Regions from separate parts of the Nomascus leucogenys genome. Here region 2 is linked to region 1. A link is a contact called in public Hi-C data. All regions are on one chromosome and are shown on one strand. Each heading gives the region's core, a stretch centred on a gene start, on an enhancer-like site or on the middle of the called end of the contact. The rest is flanking DNA. Distances are from core to core; before and after follow the strand shown.

Region 1 (2,559 bases), core at 21-2,520:
AGCTGGGATTACAGGCATGCACCACCATGCCCGTAGAGATGGGGTTTCTCCATGTTGATCAGGCTGGACTTGAACTCCTGACCTCAGGTGATTCACCCGCGTTGGCCTCCCAAAGTGCTGGGATTATAGGCATGAACCACCACGCCTGGCCCCCAAGGAGCAACTATCAGTCACAGCAGCTCAAAGCTAGAAGGAGAGTTGCCCAGGTCTAGATGGAAGGTGTAAGAGCCAGGGCTAAAGAGGCCAGCGGGGAATTCAAGGCTTGGGCCCAGCCTCGAGGGTAAAGATCTTTGAAATCCCTTCCAGCCCCAAGACTATATGATGTGCTCAGCATGGGTACAGCATGCTCCAGACTCAACAGCTGCACTTCCAGGAATTTATCCTAGAGGCATTACTGCAAAAGTGTGTAAAGATTTTTCCACAAGAACACAAATCCTAGTGCTGCTTATAACAGCAAATCCCAAACAATGGGAGATTGTATTTAGGAATTATAACACAAGGGTCGGGCGTGGTGGCTCATGCCTGTAATCCCAGAACTTTGGGAGGCCGAGGTGGGCGGATGACTTGAGGTCAGGAGTTCAAGACCAGCCTGGGCAACATGGTGAAACCTCATCTCTACTAAAAATACAAAAATTAGTCGGGCGTGGTGACACACACCTGTAGTCCCAGCTACCCAGGAGGCTGAGGCAGGGGAATCACTTGAACCTGGGAGGCGGAGGGTGCAGTGAGCTGAGATCACGTCACTGCACTCCAGCCTGGGTGATAAAGCGAGACTCCATCTAAAAAAAAAAAAAGAAATTATAATACAGGCATATGATGAAATCCTAGGCAGCCATTTACAATATGTTGAAGAAGGACATGTACTGACATAGAAATATAATTACCATATGTATTGTCAAAGTCAAAAACATTTATAAAAGTTTGTACGTGTGGTCACAATTTTGTTAAAATATTTTTGTGCATAGGCTAGAAACTGGTGCTAAATGCAAAAAAAAAAAAAAACATTAACAGTGATTATCTCTGGGTGATTTTTATTTCCGCTTTTTGTTTGTGAAATGAGGAAGTGACTGGGACAACAGGTCTGGTCTCAGCTCTGCCATGATGCACTGTGTGGCTCCCTCTGGGCTTCCTACATGTTAGAAGGGGGTTGGGGCAGGTGATCTCTGGGGGCTCCTTCACCTCTGATATTCTACATTTCTGTGCCAGTACCCTGAGGAACCAGAGGCAGCCAAGAAAATGGGCATCTGCAATGCAGGGGGACAAGTGTGACAGACAGGGATGGGAGGGGTGTTTTGGAGAACTGAGGGGTCCTTAACTCTTCTGGCAGGGGGAAGGAGGGGACAGGGAAGGCTTCCTGGAGGAAGGGTACCTAAGCTGACCAGAACAAAAAGTAAGGGTTGGGCAGGGGTAGATGGAGGAAATGGCACATACCACAGTTTGGAGATAAGAGCATGTGTGGCACTTTCCAGGGACTCCATGCAATTCTAGCTGAGAGCAGGGCAAGAAGGAGGAGGTGTCCTGGGCAGAGCCAGGAAGGCTGGGGTGACTGGTCCTGTTTACACTCAAGGTACCCAGGTATCCCATTTACCACTGATAAGGGCAGCCTGTGGCCGAAGCCCAGCCCCACCCCTTGGCCTAGGGCCAGGACAGAAGCACAGTGGATAGGAGGTGGGGATGCCCTGATGGCGTCCTGCCCACGTTGGCCACCCAATCCCATGGAAGCGGAGGAGAGCAGCCACCAGCCACTCCTCACAGGCTTGAGTGCTGTGGTCAGTGACCCTCTGTCAGATTAACAACCTTTCAGAGTGTGAATGATGCAGCTCAGAGTCTCAGGAATGTGGGAGCCACGAACCCCTGTGGGAATCTGACATTTTTCAGACATAAAAAATATGCACATTAAAAAAATGCACATGGTTGCCAGAGGTTGGGGGTTGACAGTATGAATCAGCAGAGCAAAGAGAATTTTTTTGGCAGTGAAACTACAGTGTATGAGACAACGATGGTGGATACATGTCATTATATATTTGTCCAAACCCACAGAATGCATACTACCAGGGGTGAACCCGAAAGTAAACTATGGACTCTGGGTGATAATGCTGTGTCAATGCAGGGTCATCTGTTCTAACAAATTTACCACTCTGGGTTGGGCACAGTGGCTCACACCTGTAGTCCCCTGACCCTGGGAGGTCAAGGCAGGAGGATCACTTAAGGCCAGGAGTTCAAGACCAGCCTGGGCAATATAGCAAGACCCCCATCTCTACAAAAAAAAAAAAAAAAAAAATGAGCCAGGTGTCAGGGCATGTGCCTGTAGACCCAGCTACTCAGGAAGCTGAGGCAGGAGGATCACTTGGGCCCATGAGGTCAAGGCTACAGTGGCCATAATTGTGCCACTGTATTCCAGCCTGAGCGACAGAGCTAGACTCCATCTCAAAAAAAAAAAAAAAAAGTACCACTCTGGTGGGGGATGTTGATAATGGGGGAAGCTGTGCGTGTGTGCAGGGGAAGAAGGCATATGGGAAATCTCTGTATCTTCCTTTCAATTTTGCTGTGAATGTAAAA
Region 2 (2,559 bases), core at 20-2,519, 71 kb after region 1:
TTTTTTTTTTGAGACAGGGTCTCGCTGTGTCACCCAGGCTGGAGCCACAGGATATATTAATATATAAAAAATATATTTATAATATTTATATAGTATGTAATACAAAAATACTATATTCCATATAAATATTACATATAGTATATAGATAAAATGTATCTACTGCTTACCTAGCTCTGTGAGGTACACTTCTTGGCCTTTCCCCACAGGTCGGACACATTCTCCCAAACCTTCAAGGTCCTTCAATATTGTTATTAGAGGCTAGGCATGGTGGCTCACGCCTGTAATCCTAGCACTTTGGGAGGCCGAGGCAGGTGGGTCACGAGGTCAGAAAATCGAGACCACCCTAGTCAACACGGTAAAACCCCGTCTCTACTAAAAATACAAAAAAAAAAAAAATTTGCCGGGCGTGCTGGCGCACGCCTGTAGTCCCAGCCACTCGGGAGGCTGAGGCAGGAGAATCGCTTGAACCTGGGAGGCAGAGGTTGCGGTCAGCCGAGATTGCGCCACTGCACTCCAGCCTTGGCTACAGAACAAGATTCAGTCCAAATATATACATGTATATTGTTATTAGAGGGTTATGTGGAAGTAGCTATTAAACACATGGGCTTTGAAGCTAGAATTCCAAACCCGTCTGCAAAGGTGTGCTCTCAGTTAACATCCTTTATCTGTAAGAGGGAAATCAAAACTATTTGATAAGTTCTTGAGGAGTAAATTAAGCAATGCATATAAACTGTTTAGCCCAGACCGGTCTGAAAATACATATTGAATAATTTATTCTTATTGTGCCCATTATGTAATATGCCAAAGTAAGTGATTACGGTGGGTTTTCCCCGACTATGTTGCCTAGGCTGGCCTCGAACTACTCGGCTGAAGCGATCCTTAGCCACCTGAGCAACTGGGACCACAGCCTGGCGCCACCCTAGCTTTAATTAAGGCCGTTTTGTTGTTGTTATTCCCCTGCTCCACACAAGGGGCGCTGCCGCTCCGAGGCTGCCAGGGCGGGAGTCAGGATGGCGGAAGTCTGTCTAGCCACGGCCACCGCCATCATGGAATACAGGCCCACCTCACCCCGCGGGTGTAGCCGCTTCGTACTGTCGCTTAGGCAGACCCGCTCGCAGCGACAACCAGCCCTCTGCCTCTTTTCGCTCTCCCTTAAGTAATAAACCGTCTTTCCCTTTGACTAGTCTTAAACTCTTTGGAAGCAACAATGCCGGCGTCTTCCGGGAGCCGACCTCGCCCCATGAGCTCAGAGGTATACTTCCGGGACACGGAAGTGACCCGTCGCTCCGCCCTCGCCCACTCTCTCTTTCCGGTGTGGAGTCTGGAGACGACGTGCAGGTAGGAGGCCCGGGCGCGACAATCGGGGGCCATCCTGCGGCAGGGGGACCCTGTGGGGCTTGGGACGAGAGACGGGCGTCTTTCCGTGGGAACCGAGCTAGGTGCCGGGCAAGAGACGCGCGGCTGGCCCACCTGGATCCTGGCCAGCTCGGGATTGAGTTCGCGCCTGGTCTCAGAAGGCCCGTTTTGCTTCAGGGAGGAGCTTGTGAAGTAAGGGTGAGTGCGGGTCCAGCCTTTTAAGGCCTCGTTCCCGCAATACGGCCACGGCAGCGTTTGAGCTGCACAGCGTGGTTGAGGGAACCTGGGACAGACGTGGGCTCCCGCCTCTACCTCGCCAAACTTTTCTTGGTGATCGCAGGCTCGCTCCTACTCTTCGTTTGTTTCCTCGTCTGCAAAATAGGAATAACAATAGCACCGATCCCGTAGGTTTGTAGTGATCATTCAAAGAAGGAAAGCAGGGAAAACTCTCGCACTACGTTGGATGCTTCTAAATCTGAGCGATTCTTTCCGTTGCTGAGTCGGGCACGTTGCAAGCTCTGGGCGCTCAGGGCCCAGCACCAATGTTTGCTGTGCGCTTGCCCTGCGTTTATATACCCCTGATGACCACTCTGCTCGTTACTTTAGGGGATCTTAGGAACGGAGAAACTCAAATTGGCATTTACTAAATGGCCATCATGCCGAAACATACTCATGCTTACATAGTTGAGATATGCTGGAGCCTTTCTATGCTTCTCGAGGCAGAACTATGGGCTTCTCTCGTGTGGCGCGTTCCTTAAGTAGTTAACGCACTGGGTCGTGCTCATTGGTCTGATTTGAAGATAGGAACAGTTAACTTCGTACACCCAAGACTTACACTTGAAGTACTTACTGTGGTTACACACTAACTAAAGTTTGTATAGGGAAGGCACAGGAGAGATCTAGGAACACCTGAGACAGACTAGGGTAGTTATTTGTGGTGTGGAGGCATCTTGGCAGGAGGCAGAGAGTGCTGGGCTGGGAGTCAGGACACGTTTCTAGGTTTGGTTTTGCCACTGTCTTTACTGTGACCATAGGCTGAGACACTCTCTATCTTCACCATCTGCAGGATACCGATTAGTGTTAGTGTCTTCTGAAAATGTTAAATTGTTCTGAACACCAGGAGGTTCAGAAGGCTTGGGGCTTTTTAGGCAGGAAGCAGTCTTACCCTAGCCTTCCACTTTCTCATTCATTCTCACCCGCCTT

What was found. Hi-C and Micro-C count contacts between places; a contact is called where the count stands out from the background.
Region 2: a contact with region 1 is called in a Hi-C map of a lymphoblastoid cell line, with 5 times the contacts expected there. The contact joins the promoter of RPS14 here to the enhancer-like site in region 1. A contact is called at or near these places in 2 of 4 Hi-C or Micro-C datasets (both in a lymphoblastoid cell line).

The regions. Positions count from the first base shown.
Region 1 is chr2:28,159,636-28,162,194 of Asia_NLE_v1, forward strand. All of the region lies in intron 2 of NDST1 (bifunctional heparan sulfate N-deacetylase/N-sulfotransferase 1), which reads right to left. Among named protein-coding and RNA genes, the nearest start is that of NDST1, 34 kb to the right of the region's middle. Within about 2 kb of position 1,271, the one cell type or tissue checked has an H3K27ac peak away from gene starts, as active enhancers do. A contact at or near this core is called in a lymphoblastoid cell line, where this site is marked.
Region 2 is chr2:28,230,688-28,233,246 of Asia_NLE_v1, forward strand. RPS14 (40S ribosomal protein S14) reads left to right here and starts at 1,270. Exons shown (of 5, transcript XM_003266643.4): 1 at 1,270-1,338.